Linked DNA regions of Mus musculus: region 1 is linked to region 2. Evidence: chromatin contacts called from public promoter capture Hi-C data. All regions are on one chromosome and are shown on one strand. The core of a region is the stretch at or near the end of the contact, and the rest is flanking DNA. Distances in the headings are between cores, read along the strand shown.

Region 1 (6,783 bases), core at 910-3,409, 2.9 Mb after region 2:
CAGTCTGAGAGGGGGGCGGTGCTTCAGGGAAGCATAGGGAAGAAACACAGAGGAAAAACAAACGCTCCCATGAGTTCTTTATTAACTAACCAGTGACCCTGTCTGGGGCTACCAGGTCTGTAACATCCTGGGTCTATCTATTTATCTACTGGAAATCTATCTACTGGAAATCTAGATATGCGGTTGTTTCTTCATATAACAAATATTTACTGTGTTTCTGGGAGAGTCCTAGGAGCCGGGGACTGAGTGGCAAATAAAACTGGTCCCGATAAGTGTCCTTGTGGGACACAAAGCCTGATGGGGCCGAGAGGCTTTAACTCACTGAGGACAGGAGTCCGTGCTGGGCGAGGCTTTGCGTACTCATCTGATAGTGTGAAAGGAGGGAGGGGCTAAATTTGAGGGGTGGCCTTGGGGAAAAACTTCCGGGGCACAGGTCTGAAGGATGATCAGAGAGCAGAGCAGAAGAGTATTGCAGTTTGGCAGGAACAGCGCCTGCAAAGCCCTGAAGTGGGACAAACACGACATCCCCTAAACAGAAATCAATGCTCCATGGAGGAAGGAGAGACACGGGAACAGGTGGCAAAGTCAGCAGGACGGGTGTGCTCCGGCTCCCACTAGCCACGCAGAAGCCCGGCGTTCCTCTTAGCTTGCTGGGGATGGCCAGAAAACTGTGTTCAGAGCAACCACTGGTTCCTGTGACTCAGCACGAATCTCAGTTAACTAGGCAATAGGGTCAGGAATAAAAATGCCTCCTCCACCCAAATTAGGGCTTCAAGGCTTCTAGGATCTTCAGTGTTCCAGGCAACGTCAGGGGATGGGGTGGAGCTGGGGTTCTGGTTTAGAGGAAGGGTAGGTCAGCCTTGTGCAGGGTGGAAACTTAGCTGTGAACCCTCAGTGAGCCCAACACTGAGCGAGTGTTAACGCAAATAGAGGCGTTGAGGGAGTAATGGGGGCTCCTGAGGCACGGAGGAGCCAAAGCTTTCGTATAACTGCCTCCTGTCCTGGAAGGTCATGCTGACCTTGTATTTCTGGTGAATCACGGGAAACCCTGCTTTTGTCTGTTTCATGTCTGGCAGGTAAACATGCTCTCTCAGAAGCACCAAGCTCAGGGCTGAACACGTGGATGACCCTCAGCGGGAAGACCGGCAGCCTCAGAGGCTGTCTGGTTCAGAGACCAGTGTGAACCCGCTTTAGAATCATCTGCAGGTGAATGGTCTAAAGACTCTGATATGGGTCCTAGAGACTTAGCTCAGAACTGCTGAATCATGATTATTTTATATTCTGTTTTATTTCATTTTAGAGACAGGGTCTCACGTAACCCAGGTTGGATTTGAACTCACCATTTAGCCCACAGTGACCTCAGACTCCTTATTCTCTGGTCTCTACCTCTGAATGTAGATTGTCCTGCTTGTGCGGCAAGCCCTCGTATCCACTGAGGCATCTTACAGCCAGCCCCCAGAACACTCTTTGAGATGGTGGCGATTAATGCAGGTTACTAGGGAGACTGTGTTGTGGGTAAGTAGTTCAGAGAATTCTTGTCACACTGTACTGGCTGCCTGTGTCTTCTGTAACAAACGAACACAAGTGACTGAAAAGAGCAGAAGTTGGAGATGGAGCAATGGCTTAGGGTTTGAGAGAGCACTGGCTGTTCTTGCAAAGATCTGCGTTGGACTCCTAACACCCACATGGAAGCTAACAGTTGTCTGGAACTCCAGTTCTGGGGACTCTGGTGCCCTCTTCTGGCCTCCAAGGACAGATCACTTATGTAGTGCACAGGTGTACATGCAGGCAAGGCACCATGCTCGGTAAAAATGAAAGAGCAGAGGGTTAGTCTCTTTCTGTTCTGGGCACCCACAGACCTAAGTCATTTCCACTGGACTAAAACCAAGGCATGAGCAGGGCCTCTCCTTACAGAGTCTCTGGAGGAGAAATCACCCCAGCCTATCCAACTTGGAGACTCCTGATAGCCTCCATTGTGGTGTCCAAATAGTGAACAGCAGGAGAAGGTGGGGCAGAGTTGCCTGCACCTTGGATACATATTTGACTCTGTTTATGACTCATGTCCCTTTGGAACAGGGCCTCCCTCAGGTGCAAAGTTTACAGGCCACACCTCCTTGGGAGCTGCCTTAAAGGGCAGCATCCCCATAGGGCAGATGTCTGAGAGGACACAGAAGCCCTGCTTTCCTGTCACCTACAGGACGCACAGGCAGGCCATGGCAGCCCTGGCAGCTGGAATATCCAAGCAACGTGCAGCTGCTCAGGGCCTTGGCTCTAACCAGAATGCTGTGAAGTATCTGGGCCAGGACTTCGAGACCCTGAGAAAGCAATGCTTGAACTCAGGGGTCCTATTTAAAGACCCGGAATTCCCGGCATGTCCGTCAGCTTTGGGCTACAGGGATCTTGGACCAGGCTCTGCAGAAACTCAAGGCATCATATGGAAGCGACCCACGGTAAGGCAATAGGGAAGTGACCATGGCAAGGCACAATTGAGTGTCACACAGGGTACAGAGTTGTCACATCAGGTCAAGAGTTGAAGTAAGTAACAGTGCAGGGTTCTGTTTTCAGATCCTATAGTTCTGATATCCGCCTTACTTCCTAACATTATTTCTAAGGAAGAACACACACAAGCTTTAGAGCTGGACAAGTCAGACCTCATGAGTGGCTCTGCTGATGTGGCCTTGGCTCTGCTGATGTGGCCTTGAGCGACAGCTCTCTGAGCTTCAGTTTTTCCACCCTAAAAATAGTGCGGCTGGAACCATTGTATTTCAGTGTGGTTAGGAGAATGAGAAATAAATCTCAGGGTGTAATTGTCCTGCGTGTAAGAGACACAGAACACAGGGTACTTAGCACTGCACAGTGCCCCCGGGCCAGCACACAGGGGAACAAACCAAGGTTAGACACAGTCAGCTAGGGGCAAACTGTGATAGCATCGCTGCTGAGGGACATGGGTTACTGAAGGTCATAGAAGGTTCCACCAAGGCTGGAGAGAAGAGAGAGGTGGAGGCCATCCTAAAGTTGGTGGGTGTGGTCACACTGTGGTCTTGATGTACATGTCCCTGATGATAATGGATGCTGTGCTTTCTATATCATGGGTGCATCCTCTAGAGGGACAACTGTTTAAAACCTTTGCTCATTTCTCAATGGTTCTGCTTGCTTTTTTGTTTGACTTTGCACTTTTGAGGATAACCCTTTCTTTACTTTGGGAGCATATATGTGTATATATATATATATATATATATATATATGTGTGTGTGTGTGTGTGTGTGTGTGTGTATATATATATATTGCATCTAATAATCCTGGACATTAAGGTGTTTGCTTCATTTGCTCTTCTGCATCCTGATAGCCCTTTATTTTTACACACATACAAGAGAAAATATGTGATATTTATCTCTGTGAATTGGGTTCACTTCAGGTAAAATGGTGATTTTTTTTTTTTGCTTCTGTCCATTTTCCTATAAATGACATGATTTTCTTCTTTATAGTGAACAATACTGCACACACACATATAGCCCCACATAACTATATATTTTTTTATTTATTCATCTGTGGATAGGTACCCGGTTGACTCCATACCATGGCTATTGTCAGTAGAGCTACAATAAACATGGGTGCACAAGTGTCACTATTGTAGCTGACTGTGATTCTTTTGGATCTACACCCGGGGGGAGTATGACTGCTTCTGCTTGTTCTTATGCTTCTAAGTAGAAGGTCTACCTAGGCTCTTGTCTCAAGGAACGGAAGACACATTTGTCTACGTGAAGGTTGCCAGATCACACTTGGATTCTCAAGATGAACGCTCTGTTGGGAGGTTGAAATCCCTTAGGGTTTTTCTGTTTACATGGGTGAAATGCGGCAACTCTACCCCAGAGACAGCAGCTGGTTGCGCTGATCTCCAGTGCTCTTAGCTCCTTGTCTCACCGTGTGGGCTCAGCATCTATCCCAAGCTCCTGTGATGTATGTAATGCCCCGTGTAAATGGACTTAGCGCAGCCTGGTCAATATTTTTTTTCTTCTGCCAGAAGTATCCTTTCCCTCGACTTGGCAATTGAGCAGCATATTGATCTTAAGGAGAAATACTTAGTCAAGAGCGAAGCCACACCAAGCACATAATAAGGACCCCGGTTAAGAGACACATGGAGGGGTCGAATTGTTGGAAAGTTACTGAATGGAATGCAGTAGGCTCAGTTTGGAGCATCCATTCTTTCTCTAACTGCTACCTCTTGGATTAGTAGCCTTAGGGTTTCCAATTCAGCCATGATTCTCCTGTGCAGGGAGGTGTCTTGGGGAGCTTTAGCTAGTTAAGGAGGGGACAAAGAATAGGCAGACGCTGAGTGATACTGTGGTGGAGAAGAACGTGGGCTTGGATGTTTCACAGTGGTCAGGGTTCTGGTCCCTCATCTATCATCCACTAGCCGAGTGACTGCGGGTAGGTTACCAACTCTCTCTGAGAACCGGTTTCCTCATCCATGAAGTGAGAATCGCAGTCTTACCCACTTCCTTGGGCTCCAAGTGAGTCTGGATGAAAGAATATGTATAACCTAAGAAAACGAGTTGTCTCTAGCTGGCATTCCATGACAGAATGTCCAGAGAGTACCCATTAAATGGATAAAATGCACGGGAGCTCAGCGAGGAATCACTGAAGCTCCACTGTGCAATTAGACAGGAAAATTAGGGAAGAGAGCTGAGTCAGAATTGGTGGAGAAAGAGGGCATGGGTGAGAGCGAAGGTGCTGGGCTATGGAAGGGCGTGCAAGCAAGATGTTCAGAGAGGGCAGTGGTCCAGGGTCCTTAGAGCAGATAAGACATGGTGGGCAACAGGCGAAGCCTAGAAGCATTCAGTGGACCAGGTCTTATCTCCCTGTGGGTTGTGGGACTGGGGACTTTCTGTGACTCTTGTAGGGTCCATGTAACATCCGGGTCATGGCTTTTTTTTTTTTCCTGAATGGTTTTGCCAGCATTCTCTCTTCTTACTCAAACCTAAGATTGTAGCAGAGCTTAGTAGACATTGAATATGAGTGTCTTTAGCTTCTGTCACGTGAACGGTGTGATGGAATTGAGCAGACAGGGCAGAGAGCCACTTTGGAAGCAACAGCATCATCTATGGTTATTAGTTGAGTTTGATTGATTTCCCCAATACCTTGCTCATGAGGATACAAGGGACGTGAAATGATGTATGAAATGGAACCAGAACAGAGGTTGAGGACCAAGCCCAGGGTCCCTGGGTTCCTAGAGTGAGAAAACATGAGTCTGCAGGGGAGACCGAGACAGCGTATTGAGAGACATGAAACTCAAGAGCTAAGAAGACACACACCACAGAGGAAGGCTTTTTGAGGGAGAGCAAGCCAACGGCAGCAAATGTTAAGGAGCCCCCAGTGAGATGGGTTAGAAGATGCTCAGTCTGGGGCTACTGGTGACATAGGAGATCAGTTTTAAGGAGTTGTGAAGAAGGTAGATTTCATGGGACTGATGGATGAATGAATTAAAATATTTTTATTAATTATTAAAGATTTTTAGATATGCTTGAATGGCTGTTGATCATATTCACCCCAACCCTTCCAACTTCTTCCAGACCCCACCCCTCCACCTTCCCACCCTGTCCCTACTTCATGAGTCCCTGAGGGTCTGACCCTGTCTAGAAGACATTGCTTTGCTCTGTTCATCCCAACCTCTGGCTCATACAGTCCTCTGACCCCTCTTCTGAGATGGCCCCAGAGTCTTGAGGGGAGGACGTGGGACACGGTTGTTCCATTTGTGGCTGAGCACTTGAGTGACACTCAGTTTCTGCATTCTGAACCACCACTTGCTGTAAGATTGGTGGTACAGACATACACATTTAGAGCAGTTTGGTACTATGTCCATTTAGCAGAATAACAGTAGGGGGGGATTTTTAAAAAACAGAATTGTTTAAGGAAGGAGACTCGTTCAAAACCCCATTCAATGTGCTTTCTTCCTTCTGTCTCGAAGTTACTTCCTTCTTTATACAAGCGACATTTAAATTAAAAAATTTTCCAATCTGCTACTTTTTAGCTAGCCTTTTCAAACTCCCCCACCTTTTAGTTGTCAGGAAATAATGGTCCAGAGGATGGGAGCTCATGAGCACCTGAGAGCAGCACTGTAGCTATGGCTTTTATATTTAATGGAGTGTGTGTGTGTGTGTGTGTGTGTGTGTGTGTTGTGTATGTGTTGTGTGTGTGTGCTGTGTATGAATGAGTGTGGTATGTGTGTGGTGTGGTGTGTATGAGCATGCTGTGTGTGGTGTGTGTAAGTATATGTGTGTGTGCTGTGGTAGGTAGTGTGTGTTGTGCTATGTATTATGTATGTTGTGGTGTGTGTTATATGTATGTACTGTATGTGGTGTGTATGTATGTGTGTGTTCTGTGTATAGTATGCATATGTGTATGTGCGTGTTGTGGTATGTGCTGTGTGTTGTGGTATGTGTTGTATGTGTGTTGTGATGTGTTTTGTGTGTGGTGTGGTGTGTGTATGTGTGTTATATGTATGTGCTGTATGTGGTGGGTATATGTGTGTGTTCTGTTGTATGTGTATTATGTTGTATAGTTGTGTATGTATTGTATGTATGTGGGGTGTATGTGTGTGTGTGTACCAATGTCCACACATGCTGTGTGTTGTGTATATGTGGTGTATATGTATGTTGTATATGTATTATGTTGTATAGTGTGTGGTGTGTGTATTGTATGTATGTATGTGGGGTGTGTGTGTGTGTGTGTGTGTGTGTGTGTGTGTGTACCAATGTACTATCATGTGTGAAAACAGAGGGAGGT
Region 2 (6,720 bases), core at 365-2,864:
GCCTTGAAGTCCAGTCACCGGCATCCAGAAAGACTACCAGAGGCCCAGAGACCCAAAGCAACAGGCACATCTGACTAAAGACTGAAAATACACAAACTGCAAACCTAAGCAAACTTCTTCTTCTTTGCAAGTTAATTTATCAGATATTTTCTTTTTGTTTGGTTTTGTGTGTGTGTGTTTTGCCTGTGTGTACTTCTGTGCATCATGTAAGTACCCGGTACCAGAGGAAGCCAGAAGAGAGTACCAGATCCCCTGGAACTGGAGTTACAGAAGGCTGTAAGTTGCCTTGTGGGTGCTAGGAATCGAACCTGAGTTCTCTGGAAGAGCATCTAGTGTGCTTAACTGTGGAGCCATCTCTTCATTCCCCAAGAATTTCTTGATCGTGAGAGAAAACCAACTAGAGCATTAAAAACAAAACAAAACAAAACAACAACAACAAAAAACAGCAGGGGAAGCTGGTCCAGTGCTCAGGAGGCAGAGGCTGGTGGATCTGAGCTGGAGGCTGGCCTAGTCTACCAAGAGAGTCCCAGGACAGCCACCAGAGTTAACAAAGAGAAACACTGTCTCAAAAAAACAAAAGAAAAGGAGTGGGGTGGGAAGTGGGGTGGAAGGCTTGTAATTCAAAGACTCAGGAGACTGACACTGGAGGACCCAGATTCTGAGGCCACAGAGAAGCTGTCTGGAAACAAAAGCAACAACAAAACTTTAAGCAAGCTTAAGACAAAGGAAAACAAACAAACAAACAACGCTCAACAATAATCAGCAATTTGGGCAGCCCTGAAAACCAGAGCTGGGTCTAAGAAATCCAGAACGGAATTCAAGTCAAGTGATATTTACAGAAAAAAAAAAAAAAAATCACTAAGGCAAATGAGAGGCTTCATGGGATAGTGGTCATCTAAATACCCTGGCCTAGCTGCTGTACCCACCCCCATGGACATTCTGCTTTCTACAATAAGTCTCAACGAACACGATTAGGTTTGGTCTGTAGCAGCTCCGAGAATAGCTCAGTAGGCACAAGTGCTTACTGCTGATCCTGACATTTGATCCCTAGACTAGTTGTCCCCTGGCTCCTGTGGCACGGGCGTGTGCACAGACAAGACATACAGACGCATAAACAAACTTAAAAATAATTTAAAAAATTTTTTTAAAGGAAGCCTAGCCCAAAGCAATGGTCTCTGACACCATCAGAAAGGCTGGATGACAGACAGTCAGTCCAATGCTCTCAGCTCGGGTCACCAGCGTTCCTTATTGCTAATAAGCTTCTCCTCCGCCACCGACTTCCAAGCTCCAGTTCTCGGCGTGGGCGACCCCCCGGCCGTCTCTTTTCGCAATCCCCCCAGAGAAGCGGGAAGAACCGGCCCGCCCTGGTTCTGCTTCAGGGGAACCAAGAGGACGCGATGATTCGGGTGGCCAGATTGATGCGGGTAGCCGGGCGGCGGGCAGCAATGGGCCGTCGGCCGCTCCTGTCAGCCACCGAAGCGGACGTGCAGCCCGAGCCGGATGTGGCGGCGCGGCACCGGCCGGTGGCCCGGGATGCGGCGCAGCAGCTTGGTCGCGAGGAGGCGTGGGCGTGGCTGTGGGCGTGGCCCGCGCGTGGGCCGAAGGGAGCCGGGCGCTGTAGCCGCGCCGACGGCGGCCAGGACAGCGGCGGTTGCTGCGCCCGGTACTGGGGTCCCGGCCTGAGGCGCAGGCGCGGTGGACTCAGCCCGCCCCGGGCTGCAGCTCGCTGTGGACTCGTCATGGCGACGGAGCAGAGGCCTTTCCACCTGGTGGTGTTCGGCGCCTCTGGCTTCACCGGCCAGTTCGTGACGGAGGAGGTGGCCCGGGAGCAGATAGCCTCGGAGCAGAGCTCCCGCCTGCCCTGGGCCGTGGCGGGTCGCTCCAAGGAGAAGCTGCAGCAAGTGCTGGAGAAGGCTGCCCAGAAACTGGGTAACACGGCGGGGTCGCCGGGGTGGGCAGGGCCGGGCCGGGCTGGGCGCAGGTCGCCGAGGGGCGTCTCCCTAGCGTGCGCCTGCATCGAGCCCTGCGGGAGGACCGGACGCCTCGCCTGGCCGAGCCGGGCCGGGCCTTGTTCCGCTCCTAAATTAAAGGAAAAAAAGAAGAAAAGGCTTTTCTCTCCCTCCCAATTTGGGGATCTCCACTGTCGAGAGAGAGTTCAGAACTTCAGTGGCTCCTCTGTCCATCTCTGTTGTTCTGATGGGTTTGAAGGGTTCTTGTACTTGTGGGAAAGGGAAATAAGACACGGATTTCTTGGAGGTCCATTGTAGTTTGTCTCTTGGGGACAATTAAGAAAGCTGAGTTGTACTAGCAATATTATAGTGCACCTATTTTTGTGGCTTGGTGATACGGATTTAGCTCAGCACTTCTGAACGTGGTAAGCATATACACCGTGCTTCTGAGTTACCCCGCTAGCTGCTTGCTTTTTTGTGTGTGTGTGTTTTTCTGGTTTTCAGTTTGTGTTTTTGCTTGTCGAAATCCGCCTGCAGTTCTCACTTTAATTGCTTGAGGCAGTGTGGGCTGACCTGGACATACTGATGCCCTTGCCTCTTCGCACCCCCACCCTCCACTCCAGTCGTCTTATTCTTAATAAAAATGTGGGAATTTTTTTTTTCTTTTTAAGTTTTGGATGTTTACTTATTCTTTCAGCTTCTAGTCAACATGTTGATTGAGTAGTATTTTCCATGCTAGGCCTTGTCCTAAGTGTTGTGATGCACACATGGGAGTGAGGAGGGACACGTGGGTGCTCTTGCGTGTACACACACACACACACACACACACCCAACCTTTTTGCTTTGGGGAAGCACCCGACTTAGAACCCCATAGCCTTGGAGTTTGGCAACTAAATCTCCACCCAGGACAAGTCATACTTGTTCTTCATTCTTTCTATTCAGTTTTATGGTTCCACACTGAGCCTTGTCAGGGCAAGGGAACACAGCCTTTTGTTTTGTGCTGCCATTGCTAACACACAGAACCTTGACAGAGAAGTTTTGGACATTTATTGTTTTCTGGAAAACAGGCCATTATTAAAATACATTGTTCCTTTTATTTTCCCTCAGTGAGAGTATAGCAGTGGTTCTCAGAGACCTGTGGATTGCAGACCCCTTGAAGGTCGAATGACTGTTTCATAGGGGTTGTCTAAGATCATCGGAAAACACAGATGCTTAGATTATGATTGACAACAGTAACAAAATTACAGCTATACATTAGTAACGAAAATAATTTTTATGGTTGGGGTCACTACAACATGAGGAACTGGATTAAAGGGTCACAGCACTAGGAAGGCAGAGAACCACTGCTGTATAATTATAACCTAATTCCTTACCATCTACATTGCCCAAATTAGGCAGCTTTGCAGAGAGTGCCTTAATCAGTGGAGACTTGCATGGCTCTATTGGGTCAATTAGTTCCAGTTATTTCCTTATAAGCTTGGATGATTTTATATAGGCTGGACTACTTAAAAATGAAATCACGGGTCTGGCGAGGTGTCCCAGCAGTTAGAACATGTACTGCTCTTGCTGAGGATCCCAGCAGCTGCATTGGGTGACTGACAGCCCCATGGAACTCCAGCTTGAGGGAATATCTGCTACCTCTGGTCTCCTTGGGCACCTGCACTGACGTGCGTATGTGCACACACACAATTTAGTAAAATAATTCTTTAAAACTACTAAAAAGTGCATTGGCCTCCAAGTCCTCTTTAATTCTCATGGTGCCGAGTGCTGACGGCCTCGGCCTCCTCTCTATAATTGGGTCAGATATAGTTGTTTAGGAGCTGTTTTTGTAATAGAGACATCTTGATGGAAAGGAAGTCAGAACAGGCATCTACTCAGCATATTAACAGATTATAAAGGTTTCATGGTTGAAAGTCTTCAGTGTAAGGTTGCCATCACTGACCACTATAGGCAGGTGATCTAGGAGGTCTCACGTTGACTTGGACTTGAATGACGTGATTCTGTTTTTTAACGTTAGGAAGACCATCACTATCATCTGAAGTTGGAGTCATAATCTGTGATATCAGTAATCCAGCCTCACTTGATGAAATGGCTAAACAGGCAAAGCTTGTCCTCAACTGCGTAGGACCGGTAAGTAGTCGGCCTTTCTTTGTATCAGAACAAACAGTCCATTCATTCCTAACAAAATCTGGTATTTTACAGTCCAGAGGGACACACGGGTGGAGGGCAGATGGCAGATTGAAGGCCTTCCCTCCACAGGGAAGTCTTTCCATTGATATGATAGTCTTCCAAAGTAGTGACAGGTCTTTGAGACCCTATTCAGAGAATGTGCTGATTGGCACCCCTTACCCTGTGTCCCCCTCTCTAATGTAAAAATAAAATAAAAGTTTGATGAGCTAGAAAGATGGTTCAGTGGGTAAAGGCATTTGCCCTGCAACCCGACAAGTTTTGTTCAGTCTCTCAGACCCATACAGTGGAAGGGGAGAACTGGTCCCCAAAAGGTGTCCTGTGATCTGTACCCTTGCACCTTAGCATGGGTACATGCATGCATGTGTGTGTGTACACTCCCATACACAGTAAATACATGTCATTTGACATTTTTAAACGTTTGCATTTACAGTCCCAGCTTCTTTGCTTTACTCTTGTATCATTATGTAGATATTTTAAAGGATAGAAGAGGTAGAAGCTAAAAGCAAACTTATTTATTCATTTATTGTAAAGTGCATTATTCTGGGCAAGTGGGACAATCATAAACAGAAAATTATGTATGGAGTTTACATTTTTGTGGGGTATATAGAAATATAATAAGTTAAATACATGAAGCAGAACAGATATAGGTATTTGCATACCAGTCTCTCTCTCTCCCCTCTTTCCTCTTCCCTCTCCTCTCTCTTCTCTCTCCTCTCTCCTCTCTCCCCTCTTTCCTCTTCCCTCTCCTCTCTCTCCCCTCTCCCCTCTCCCCTCTCCCCTCTCCCCTCTCCCCTCTCCCCTCTCCCCTCTCCCCTCTCCCCTCTCCCCTCTCCCCTCTCCCCTCTCCCCTCTCCCCTCTCCCCTCTCTCCTCTCTCCCTTCTCCCTCTCTTCTCTCCCCTCTCCCTCTCTCCTCTCCCTCTCCCTCTCCCTCTCCCTCTCTCCTCTCCCTCTCCCTCTCCCTCTCCCTCTCCCTCTCCCTCTCCCTCTCCCTCTCCCTCTCCCTCTCCCTCTACCTCTACCTCTACCTCTACCTCTACCTCTACCTCTACCTCTCCCTCTCTCCTCTCCATGTAGCTCTGGCTGTTCAAAACTCCCTCTACAGACCAGGCTGGTCTTGAACTCAGAGATCCACCTGCCTCTGCCTCCTGAGTGCTGGGATTAAGGGAATGTTCCACCAGCTCTCATACTCTCTCAAAGTATTTCTAAGGAATTGACATTGAACAGAGGTCAGAATAAAGGGAGAGAGTAAACTGTATGATTGTTGAAACTGTTCTGTGGAGAGTAGGTGCAAAGGTTCTAGGTGAGACTGTGCTTGGCGAGACTGAAGATGGAGAAGATAGTGAGGCTGAGGCTGGTAGCCTGGCAGAGATAGGAGGGATGGTGAAATATTCAGGAGGTAGAGTGCGTGGAGTCTTACAGGCTGGGGTTAAGATCTGGGTTTCTTTTAAATGTAATCAAGTGACTTTGGAGATCTGCTTTCATCTCTAAGTTATTCAGCTTCTGAGATGAAAAGTAGCTAATATGCTATTAGCAGGATGGCCCAGACCAGACACACATTAAGGCTGTAGTGGAGGTGGTTAAAGTGGTGGGGTCATCTGGATGTGGCAGCTCCCGCTAGCAGTCCAGAGCCTTGGAGGCCAGAGCTGCCTCTTCTCAAGCTAACAAGACCCTGTCTTAAAAAAAAAATGGTTGCGCTCAAAGTGTAGTTTAGTGTTTTAAAAGGAAACAGCCCTTGCCCTTATATTGGATATTGGGTATGAAAGGCCCCTTCCAAACTTTGACCTGTAGCAAGATGACTGACTGTTGATTCTATTTACTGATCCGAAAAAGCCATCATAATTGGCAATATGTTGGAGAACTAAACATCTAAAATGTTAACCTCTGTATTCTCATTGTTAGCTAGCTCTGATATCGATCAGGCTGAGATTCAAGCAAGTTTCTATCTTGTTATAATCACTGTAAGACTTAGTCCTTCCTTGCTCAATATTCTAGAAAAATCCAACCCTGTTCCAGGCTGTCACTGAATGTGAGCCTGCCTGCGCCAGCTGGCCTTACATCAGATTACACAGTTAGAAGCACTGTGCTGGGTCTGCGTGCACCCCAGACCTGTTTCCCCTTGGGGGTTCTAGTCTACTCTGAAGCAGAGGTTTCACAGCCTTTCCCTTTGCACTCTGGCTCACTCCCTCACTCTACCTGATTACTTTCCCTCTCTCTCTCCCTCCCTCCCTCTCCCCTCTCTTCCTCCCTTCCTCTCCCCCTTCCTCCCTTTCATTCCCCTCCGTGCCTTTCTCCCTCCCTCCCTCCCTTTCTTTCTCCCTTCCCTTTTTCTTTGAAAGGATATTGCTTGCTGCCCAGCCTAGCCTCAGACTTGCAGTCTCTCCTGACAGGAGGTTATAGGGATGAGCCAGTTTTTCCTGTGAAACTAGAAACGGCCAGGACAGAAGTCTTCTGTCTTTGTAATAGCAGAGCTGCCTGTGTACTTGTTTACCTCCATGCAGCACCTGGTCTCTGCCTTCATCTCTTGTCACAAGGAAAAAGCTCCCGTGTCTGTTGGGCACAACATTTGAAAGCTTTATGCTT

The links. Promoter capture Hi-C pulls out the DNA fragments that hold promoters and counts their contacts.
Region 1: a promoter capture Hi-C map of liver shows a contact between it and region 2, with 2.2 times the contacts expected there. The contact joins the promoter of Capn8 here to the promoter of Sccpdh in region 2.

Annotation. Positions count from the first base shown.
Region 1 is chr1:182,562,848-182,569,630 of GRCm38.p6, forward strand. Capn8 (calpain 8) reads left to right here and starts at 2,160. Exons shown (of 21, transcript NM_130890.2): 1 at 2,160-2,450. The coding sequence starts at 2,214. Gm46248 (a long non-coding RNA gene) reads left to right here. Exons shown (of 4, transcript XR_001779884.1): 3 at 1,077-1,206; 4 at 1,301-1,634.
Region 2 is chr1:179,666,617-179,673,336 of GRCm38.p6, forward strand. Sccpdh (saccharopine dehydrogenase (putative)) reads left to right here and starts at 1,615. Exons shown (of 12, transcript NM_178653.3): 1 at 1,615-1,929; 2 at 3,967-4,079. The coding sequence starts at 1,740.